Linked DNA regions of Gossypium hirsutum: region 2 is linked to region 1. Evidence: chromatin contacts called from public Hi-C data. All regions are on one chromosome and are shown on one strand. Each heading gives the region's core, a stretch centred on a gene start, on an enhancer-like site or on the middle of the called end of the contact. The rest is flanking DNA. Distances are from core to core; before and after follow the strand shown. Region 1 holds the start of LOC107887285 (protein-L-isoaspartate O-methyltransferase 1). Region 2 holds the start of LOC107887280 (hydroxyproline O-galactosyltransferase GALT6).

What was found. A called contact is a pair of places that touch in the nucleus more often than the background predicts.
Region 2: a contact with region 1 is called in a Hi-C map of leaf, with 4 times the contacts expected there. The contact joins the promoter of LOC107887280 here to the promoter of LOC107887285 in region 1. A contact is called at or near these places in 6 of 34 Hi-C or Micro-C datasets (leaf and seedling).

What each region holds. Positions count from the first base shown.
Region 1 is chrA03:23,713,291-23,719,093 of Gossypium_hirsutum_v2.1, reverse strand. It overlaps LOC107887285 (protein-L-isoaspartate O-methyltransferase 1), which reads left to right and starts at 3,721. Exons shown (of 5, transcript XM_016811474.2): 1 at 3,721-3,916; 2 at 4,415-4,618; 3 at 4,795-5,065; 4 at 5,499-5,663. The coding sequence starts at 3,911.
Region 2 is chrA03:24,027,130-24,032,932 of Gossypium_hirsutum_v2.1, reverse strand. LOC107887280 (hydroxyproline O-galactosyltransferase GALT6) reads right to left here and starts at 3,096. Exons shown (of 7, transcript XM_016811471.2): 1 at 1,871-3,096; 2 at 590-822; 3 at 218-508; 4 at 1-128. The coding sequence starts at 2,756.

The DNA of each region.
Region 1 (5,803 bases), core at 2,472-4,971:
CTTCTCCTACTCTAAGCAAGATGTTGTTTTTCTATTTAAAATAAACTTTTATAACTCACAAGGGTTTTACCTTCTCTTCCTATAAATAGATGGCACTGATAGAGCTATTGACCAACTTTTGAGAGATTGTTATTCTACCGAAAAGTAAAGAGAATGTATTCTCAAATTATAAATATATTTATCAGAATAACAATTTTACCGGTTTTTATTATAGAATAGAGAATTTTCATTTTCACCCCAAAAGGAAAACTTTTTCTAGTTCTATGTTTTGATTCAATTAGATTGAACTCACACTCGAAAAAGTTTGTGGTATGAGAATAGCATGAAGATCATTTGGTTGAAAGCCAAAAAACATCAAGGATCCGTTTATCCAAGAACACATGTATGAATTTAGTTAAGGTTTATTGCTATAAATATCATAAACCAGGTCGATTTTCAAAATTTTAATTTTTCGCTGTGCAAGAAAATCGTTTTCAAACCAGATTTTTTCCAACACTAGACCCTTTCTTCAAATCTTCTTACTAGAACCAAAACACCTGATAGTGACTTGATAAATGGTTGATGGTAGAAGAAGATAGTCACAAATAATATCAATTTCTCAAGTGACTAAAGGCAAAGGCCTTCTCAACATAAAAGGCAATTAAGGGATCCCTTAGTAACTCTTTTTTGTCAAAATATGGTGGCTCTTCAAATCACCTTACCAAATGTACACAAAACAAACATTACATTATATCATCACAAATTAGAATAGTATAAGGAGAACCACTTAGGTGGGAGTAAGAATGGCGTCAAAAAGTATGACTAAATCCTTTTTTATCTAAGAATGGCGTCAAAAAGTATGACTAAATCCTTTTTAGAGATCAAAAAGACTTAAAGGTCTTTTGGAGCTAAAGGTAGCAAGGGCTAAAGAACTCTTAGAACTTGTGCACACTAATGTTTGAGGCCCCATGAACATTAGTGACCAAAAAGAGTACAATTACAACATAATGTCATAGATAATTGTTCGCATTTGGATATGTGTATCTAACACAACATGAGGTAAAAATGTAATTATTTTTATCCATAAAAGTGCTTTGACATAACTATAATGGAGAATACTTATTGGGTCATTTTTTAGGACCAACCACTTAAAGAATGAGATCATATCCTAGATAATTGCATTAGAAACTCTACATCAATAGTAATGTAGCAGAGAGAAGTAATGGAACTTTGTTAGACATGGTATATAGTCTTTGTAAAATTATTCATAATGGACATTATCTTTTTGGTGATATATGCTACAAATGGCTTGTTATATTTTGAGTTTTCCCAAACTAGGTTTGCACCTAAGATTCTATAATTGTTGTGAAACAACAAAGAATCCTAACCTTAACCATTTAAGGATATTGGACTCCTAACACGCATATTGAATGATGATGCAATGAAGTTGGAGACTTGGTAAGTGTTAGGCTCGAAAATACCAATAGAGGTTGATTTGGTATTTTAAAATTCTCTACAAGATGAAGAACAACTTGGATAATTCGATTTATAGTAGTTTGACGTTAATTGCCTACATCCACTACCTTGGTGTACCTCAACCAAGGATTTCCCAATTTACTATGAGAATTGATACCTTTCAAGTAGAAGGTATAAACTTTACAACTCTATCTTTTTCCCAAGGCTTAGATATAACCTTTCCCCTTAGCTTTTATTGAAAAACTAGAACTCTTATTAGTTTTTATGGCTCAATTAAAGCCATCCAAATTTATAATTGCTGATATGAAAGAAAGTAAACAAAAAAAAACCTCTACAAAGTGTATGTTTACAAAAAATTAAGCTTTCAAATAAATGAAATGAGAGTAATAAAAATCTAACAATAAACTCTTATTGACTATTTACAAGAGAAATGAAATAATGAGAAATTGAATACTTTTCTCTTGTGTTTGATGCTTGGATATCTCCATCTTGTGTCTTGATCTATCTTTGACTTGTATTTTTTTAAGGAATGAATTTGTGAACATTTATGGGTCGTTAGAGATAAATTCTTGCCGTTGAGAGCATTAAGTTTGTGCGTAAAAACTATCCTTGTAACCCAGGTCATGAAACATGGCAAGATGTCTCGAGATATGGTTGAAAAATAGTCATTATATAGTCGTTGGTTGGCTATGTCTCGAGACAAACATGCCAATGTCTCTAAACATGGAACCCATAAAGCAAAATTTTAGTTTTAAAATTTCATGTCTTGAGACATATAGTCCTATGTCTCAGGACTACGTCTTAAGACTTGACTACGAAAGTTCCTTAAGAACATTTTAAACATCTTAGAACACTTTGGTATTGACTCAAAAACATTTGGATAAATTAAAACATATTTTCACTAAATGGCTTAGAAAAATATAATATATAAAATTTATCTTAAATGCTATTATATTAAAAGCGTGGGAAATCAAAGTTAATAGCAAAAGTTATGCATATTTGTAGAATATTCAAAAAGAAAATGGGGTAAGCTATTTTATAATCCAAAGGACCAAATGGACACAGTGTCGATTTGTAAGACATTCCTTAGGAAAAGTTACATAAACAAGTTCAAGTCTCGAAACCCATTGGAAATACAATAATCCAAGAGGTTTTAGTCATGATATTATTCCAAGTGATGAACTTGAAAATGGTCAACATCATAAAAAGCTTTGGCTTAGGGGGATAGTTTCCTTAGGATAGAAGTTGTTCATGATGGTCTAGTTTATCAAATAGATGACCTAGTAAACTATGATGATACTATGCAATAATGTTGATTTCAAGTCCTTAACCACTAGCTCATCATGCAGCTTCCTGATCTTGCCCTTCAAGTTTTGAATTTCCATTTCTAGTTCCAAAACCCAAGCCTCAAGATAACAAGCCTTTTGCACGCTTGAGGAATTACCGATATTAGCTTATGGATTATTATAGTCCCAGAACCTAAGCCGTATTATTTTAAGGTGGATTATTTTTACTAACAAGTAATAAGAGTGTCAGTTCATGGATTCCTTAAAACTAAAATCGATTTAGTCCTATGCATTTTAACTGGTTAGCCAATCTTTTTCACACTACCATCTTCATCTCCTCGCTAAACTAATTGGTAGTTATTTAAGCTCGATCTAATTTGAAATATGAGTTTAAAATTTTATTTAAATTAGTTCATAATTGTAAACAGTTAGGTTGAATTTATCTAGATTCCCTTGTATTATTTTTTTAAAAAAAAGTTACTATTTTTTAATATTTAGTAATTATATATAAGTATACTATCATTATATTTTTTATTTTATTAAAAAAATTTATATTTACATTATAACATAATATACTTAACTTCTATATATAAATAACATAATACATAAAAGAAAAGAAAAGAAAAATAACATATTATATACTTAAAAATCGAACAGATTAGGCCGAATTTGGGCTTTGAATATTAAAATTAGAGTCTAATCCATATTTTAAAAGAGCCTAATTTTTTTAAAACTTATTTTTCTACCCTAATATTAACCTTCTAAATTTTAACTCAACTTTCCAACTTAAAAAGTTAATCCGAACAATTCTTACCAAACAAGCCCACAAAAATGTATCATTGGTAGAAAAGGGCATGGAATTAAACCAAGAACAATTTCATAAACAACTAAAGGCCCGGAAATTTGCTATCATCATTGATCCATGGAAGAATTATCAATTACAAAAGTAAGCCCAAGAGAGTATCGTCAGTGTTGGGCCAACCAGATGAGTCAGCTCCGAGTGAGCAAAGCTAGCAAGCCATATTATACTAATGGAAACTGACCCTAGTACCTTCTTTCTTCATCCACGCTCTGCTGCTTCTTCATTTTGTTCGATTCTTCCTTTATTAATCAATCTTTTAGCTCCCTAACTTCAATTTTCTTCTTAGGATAACCCCTTGTTTTTCAGGATGGAGGTGCCTTACTCTTTCCTTTTTCTTCCCTCTCTCTCGCTTCACTTTTATGCTTAATAACAGTTTTGGTTTCTGGGTTTTGTTTTCCTTCTGATTACGGGGAAATGGTGTTTTTTTTCCTCTCTTTTTTTGTTTATTACTTTGGTTTTGAGTTTGGGTTTTCAAAAAATGATACTATTGTCTTGGTTGATCATCAAAAATAGAAAAGGAATAATTTAGGGACGGTTTCTGAGAATTTCTAGGGTGATCATCAATGATAGCTTGAAGAACTAGCTTTTGTTATATATATAGAATTGTTTGAATTGTTGAATATTTTTTGGACTTTTACTAACATAATAGGTTCAATTAGTGTAATTTTGTAAGATTCATAATCTAGGAATTTAAACAAAACATATTGCAATTTGATTGTTATTTTTGTGAACTTGCCAGAAGGTGGGAATTTTATGTTGTGGATGTAATTATTGGTGCAAAAGACATCATTTGAGGTAGTTCCTGGTACAGGGTCCGGTATGTCAAGTAGCCTGGGGATGCTATGTTCTATTGGCTATTTCCATTGGGGCCCATTGTGCCATGTCTAGTGATAATTTAGCATGTCCATCGACTTCGGACCTGCGAACTCAGCCCGTGGCTGCCCTTGATAAGGAGGGCATTGGACCTGCGATGACGTCTATACCAATGATTGCTTGTTCAACTTCTCTGTCTGAGGTTCCTCTGTTATTTTGTGGCTTGCCTTGAAAATAAAATTAGTTATGGCCATAGGCATTTTCAGTGGTTGATTCGTGTAGCATTCAGTGGCTTTATTTCAGTATTTCTGTTTCCTTTTGTTGTTTTTCGGTTCAATGGTGACTTTGTGCTAAACATTTTTGGTAATGATTTGTTAGCACCACTCGGGTGGAAGTGGGACCAACAAGAACAAACAAATGGTGGAGCAGTTGCAGCGATATGGAGTGATTTCATCAAAGAAGGTTGTTGAAGTAATGGAGACTATTGATAGAGCATTATTTGTACCTGATGGGACCCCAGCTTATGTCGATAGTCCAATGGCAATAGGTTACAATGCCACCATTTCTGCACCTCATATGCATGCTACCTGCCTTCAGTTATTGGAGGAAAATTTGCAGCCCGGCATGCATGCTTTAGACATTGGTTCAGGTCTCTTTTCACTCCATTATGTCGTATCTGTGCTTTTCAGATTCTTTCATATATACTACTCTCTTGAAATGGTGGAATATCAAATGTGCTGCACTTATTCTCTTGATGTTAATCTCACTTTGTCAATGGTCATTGAGAAACAGTCGACCATACTAGTTGATGGCTGCATCCAATCATCCTGCATTTAGGAAATGTTTTTAGTGAAACCATCAAAATCCAATCTCAAGTGTTTACGACTCTATGGTAGTGGCGGGAAAACGAAAGGTTGTTTGAAGAACACTAGTGTTATAAACTTTCAAGTGTCCGAAGGCTTTTTGGATCATTATCATAACACTTTTTGCATAATTTAGTCATTGATAGCAGTCTAATATTTTTATTTTCCTTTTCTTGTGGAAAGGCTTATTTTAGTTTTCATCATGCATTTGTTCTGTAGGAACGGGGTACTTGACTGCTTGTTTTGCAACAATGGTTGGACCACAGGGTCGTGCTATTGGTGTGGAACATATTCCTGAATTGGTTGCTTCTTCTATAAAAAATATTGAAAAAAGTGCTGCGGCTTCGCCATTGAAAGGAGGTTCTCTTTCAGTGCATGCTGGCGGTATGTACTTATCAGAACTTGATATATTGAAACAGGATTTGCTCTAAACCATAAACCAAATTCAACAGGAATGAAAATGAGTTAGTTGTCTGAGTTGAACTTTTCATAAAGAACTAATATATTGAGAGACAATGTTTCCA
Region 2 (5,803 bases), core at 1,847-4,346, 310 kb before region 1:
CCATATTCACAGATGGCAACAGTTTTTAACACGACAAGGTCGTAGTTGTCCATATATGGCACAATGACGACATCTCCGAAAAATTCTGCTTCCCTCTTCAGTTCTACATTCACTTCCTTTCTTGCATGCTGTACGAATATAAGGAGTTGCTGGTTAAAAACAGAACTTGAGGTGTGAAACTATTGAACTTGTAAGTGTAGAATAAGTCTCGACTTACCATTGCCACAAAGAAACGAGCAACTACATGTGAAGATTTAACAAGTTTATGCTGCATCCAAGACTTCCTTACAGCCATTCGCTCAGCAAAATGATTGCCTGCAGAAAGTACACCAATAAACAAATCCACAGGTTGCTCAGAAAGTGGTGGAGCCTTCCATCTATTGGACATCTCAAGATGCCTTTGAGGAGCAAAACTAGGATGTGACGTAGGCAAAGATGCCGCAAAAATAGAGTGGACATCAACATCTCCATTCAACATTAGTCCGGTGGCATCCTCAAGGGTATACCCCTGTCAACAAGATCAAATCATATCAAGAACGAATCAAGATGCAACATGATAATAATACTAAGTCAACGTCATACAACTTACAGTCCGATAAGGAAAAGAAGTAATATGCCTCCCATCAACACTAACATGGTATCCCTCCAAACCAGCACTAAGTGTCAGGACAAAAAGCTTCCCCTCAGTGAATGGGAAGGGCCAGTCAACAGTCACCTTTTTTGTTCGACCTATTAACCTTTTCAACCACCATGTTGCATTAGACTCCACAGAACGGTCATTATCATCTCGTATCCACTTCTCACACTTGACCTGACCATCAACTGCAGAGTAGACAATTTTGTGGGCATAAGAATCAGTGATGAAATTAATGAAGCCCATTGCAGACAATTCAAAACAGCAATATTGTAATTTTGCCGACGGTGAAGCAAGGACTGCAAGGAAAGAAGAAATAATTGGGAAACCTATGGGAGTTTACCAAAGGAGAGAACTTTCTTACTTATTTTATCTCTTTGTCTAGGCAAAAGAGAGCTCTAGAACAACATGATTAAACCGCAAAGCAAATCAGATAGGTTTTTTTAAAGTTTTTGGGGGCAACCTATCTCTCCTATTTGCTTCCAAGCTACATATATCAGTAGCCAATGTTTTGACGAAATACAAGAAAAATTGCAATCCATCATATTTAAAAAGGAGATTTTGTAGAAGCAAATGCCACAGAACTCAAAATGCTAACCATAAAATCACGAGTCACAAGAGACGGCAAATCTCAAATATCACCAGCAAGCACGCCATGGTTCATCTCTTAAACAAGGAAGAAAAGCAAAAGAACAAAAACAAAATGGCAGGAAATAGCCTTTGCAGATCCGCATAGCAACTTTATGTTACTCCAGTTCTTTATTTTCTTTGAAGTATCTATATCTAATACCTGTGTCTGACATGTATTCGGACATAGCTGGGGCTTACAGTCCTTCAAATATATGAAATAACTTAAAAGAAATCAAACATACCATACCATACACACACACACATGCTAATGAATAAATTCACTAAGAAAAATAAAATTTGCATTCGGAAACACCCTAAATCTAGCGTCTAGAATTAACATACGAACATATTAGACAGGCCTTAATCCCAAACCAAAATATTTCACCGATCAAGAAGATGCTAAGAAGAAATCAATTACAAAACACAAATATTTCTTAATTTAGAGAAGGTAAAAGTCTAACTAAAAACTACCAACAGATTAAGATTTAAAGGTTCTAACGCAAATCCAACAAAACAACCTTTTGGTCACCAAATATAATTCACCTCTGATTAGCATGTGCATCAACATAGCCTTCAATAAAAAAAAAATAGAAAAGCCAAACTCACCAGTCTCATCGTCAGCCTTGGATTTCCACCCTTCACAACGCATGGCAGTTCCCCACTGCATCCTATAACAAGTGTTCTGCTCGATCACCGGCTTCCTACTCCAATCCCCTTTCAACCTGGGATTAAAATGAAGAATCCGCGGTGGGTCCTCCCCATCCACCGTCTTCAACCCCTGCAATTCCATCATAAACTGCGAAACCATAACAGAATCTTCCCCGGATTTTAGCAACGCAATCCTCGGATTTGTCTCCGCATGGGCTGCTCTCGGTTTCCCCACCACCGTTATGTGAGACCCCAAAGTAAGCCCGCAGGGAAGCACCATGACCTTGCCGTGGGCCAAAAACTCCGATTCCGATAAAGAAACCGAAGGCCTACATAGTTCGGATTCATTCTTGGGTTTTTTGGGTTTATTTATAGAGCCAATTTTGACTTCCCCTGATTCGAGTTCTTCCCACAGCTTTCTCCCAACTTCCCAAGCAACTTTTGCTGACTTATGGAGCTCCAACGACCCGTCTTTCGCAGTCGGGTCAAAGGATTCGGCATCAAAAGACAAACGAGAGAGGATCGTAGACTGGAGTTTTAGTTGCTTCTGATGGTGAAACTGAGTTGGGGTGGGCGCGTTCTTGGAAACCCAATTCAAGGGACGACTCGGTGCCTCTTTGTATTGAAATTCAACCTCGCTAGCGAGTCTAGGAACCCGAGTTAATGGTTCCTGAGACAAAGTATTTAACCTAGTCCGGAACACAAATGGGATCTCGACGGTAACCAAAACTAAGTACAGAAAACCAAGGATGAACAGAATCTGAACCGATCGTTGCTTTGCTAAGGAAATGAACATATCGAATCTGTCTAATCTATCTAGCTTCGATAACTTCGATTTCTTCATTTCCTTATCCCCTCCCACAACCCAAAAAGGACAACCGATGAAATCAAGAGACAGAGACGGAAAATGGAAGAGAAAATTTATAGTAGTCTTCAAAGAGGGTGAAAGAGTTTGGGGTTATAAATGTGGGAAAGGAAACGCGTAAAAGGAGGTACTTAGAAGCTATGGTATAGATTCTATCACAACAAAAATATAAAAACAAAGTAAATTTGATAAACCGCTGTTAATTAATTTAATTTAAATTGATTTATGAAATGGGATTCTTCGTTGGAAAGGCCGCCATGTTTCAGCTTTTAATCTCCGGCACTCAATATTAGGTGTCCATCATCTGTTTAACTCTCCCGCCCACGTGTTCACTTTTCTTTTCATTTATACAAATATTAAGAGGCCGGAATCCGTCCCAGTATGGGTTCAGCCAAAGAAATTCCATTTTTGAATACCTTAAATTAATTCCTTTAGTATGTCAACAAATTAAGTAAAAGGTAAAACATATTGTATTTTTATTTTAGAATCAAATTTGATATATTATTAGTGGAGTTTTTTTAACTTTATAAGTAATGTTAGAGATTGATAAATATCTTATAGTAAAATATTAAAAAAATAAATATTTAAAGAACACATACAATTTTTTAAAATTATTTGTAAAATAAATATATATATTAAAAATTACTAAATACTAACCCTTTTACTTTTTATATAAAATTAGAAGCTTAAAATTTTAAAACACTTTCATTATAAATAAAATTTTAAAAATATATGGCACAATAATAAATTTAATCCTCAATATTTGTATTTTTTATCATTTTGGCTTTTTTTAAAGTTAAATTTAACCATTGACTTTTTTAAAAAAAGTTAAATTTTTTTAATAGAGGTGTTGACTAAAATATTAACTTTTAATAATACAGACATGACAATCCATGTGGCAGTCCATATATATTTCATATTGACATTCCATTATTTGTTTTATATGTCATATAAATAAATAATTTAAAATTTTATAAAAATATCCAATATGTATAAATATAAAGTTCATACAAATTTAAAAAACATATTTGGGCAAACTACATTAGTAGTCACCTAACTATGTTTTTTTTCTCTTTTCTAGTCCCCTAACTATTGATATTTTTTTTTTGTCACACAACTATTCCATTGTTTTTTTTGGTCAACCAACTATCTTGGATTTTTTGGCATTTCTATTTTTACATTAACCCATTAGTGACAAAAACAAAAACAAACTTGAATAGTTAGGTGGCATTTTTGTAACTTTTCATAGTTGGGTGATTAAAAAAGAAATTTACTAATAGTTGGATAATCATTTTGTAACATTTGATAATTGAATGACAAGGAAAAAAAACCATAATTAGGTTACTACTAATATAATTTGCCTTTTAAAAAAAATTAAACAGATTTTTAATCGATTCAACATGCTTTTGATCAATGTATATCTTTCAGGCAGAATAGATATGGTTCTCGATTTGATCAGTAAGATTGGCTCAACCTTTTCGGGTTTTTTTAACGTATCATGCTATCTATATATACTTATATATAAAAGGAAAGTCCTTTGGCCGTTTCTATCTTTCGTGTCACACTTAAAAAAAACTTTCTAATGGGAATCTTGCGAACTAATTGATAAATAGTTAGAATTCAAGTTTAGTCTTATTACTTTAGAACAAAGAGTTTTCTTTTAGTAGAAAATATTATGATTAAGGGTATTAATAGTACTAACTGACTTGGGATTAAGGAAAGCGGTAGTGGGAAGATTATATATGGGAGGATTCTTTCATCCTGGTATTCATTTTTCTTTCTTCCATCTTATTCTCTGGTTTTATCTGTAAGAAAGAAAAGTTAATAAGCGATCTGCGTGGATGGAGAAAATAATGTATCAGCTTAAGTGATTGAGGATTTAGTAAACTGATAATATTTAAGATTTTAGTTTAATTCATTGAGCTTGTATTGAGATGTTTATGATTGCAGCTAATCTTTAAATTCTCTCTGCATGCAAATGAATTATGGCTTTCTTACATCTGAATGTCTTTGTTTTGATCTTGATATGATTATTATGATTAGCTAAACAAGAAGGAGGATGTAACCTCCAAAACTCATCCTAGACGTTAGACCCAAATTCGGGAGATTACATCGGCCACCAAAATGGCCTAGTTGTTGGGAAAAAACCCAATTTGAAAATGGTTTTCTTGCACAATAAAAAATTAAAATTTTGAAAATCAACCTAATTTGTGATATTTATAGTAATAAACCTTAACTGAATTCGTACCTGTGTTTTTGGATAAATAGATTATTGATTTTTTTGGCTTTCAACAAACGATCTGTGCTATTCGCATACCATGAATTGCTCTGAGTATGGGCACAAACCAATTGAATCAAAATATAGAAATAGAAAAAGTTTTTTTTTTGGTGAAAACGAAAATTCTCTCTTCTTTAATAGAAACCGATAAAATTGTTATTCTGAAAAATATGCTTATAAGTTGAGAATAAATTCTCTCTATTTTCGGCAAAATAAAAATCCTTTAAAAATTTGTTAATAGCTCTACCAATGTCATCTATTTATAGAAAAAGAAGGTAGAACCCTTGTACAATTATAGAGGTTTATTTTAAATAGAAAAAACAACATCCTACTTAGAGTAGGAGAGGGGTGAACGACTCACCCTTGTATTTCTACTAGGGTTGTTGCCCCATTCATGTTATATGAAGGGCTTTGGGCCTCTCTCACATTAGGTCCAATTACAAGTGTTTATTGGGCCTTTTTGACCCAATACTCTGTAATGTGATCCAACCCGATTCAATTGTTCTATTTCTTAAAATAAACTTTAATATTTATATATTAAATAATTTTATCATCCACAGTAAAAATTTGATGATTTTACCCTTGGTAAAATTTCAAGAAAATTCGTTCAATATGTCAGAACTCAACATGTTCACTATGACTAAATGGTTTATTTTCATTTTCGAGCTTCAAAACAGTCCAAAAACATAACTCTTTCTTCCATCATTTTTTGAGTAATTATGTATAGGATTACAAATTTCCATTTTCA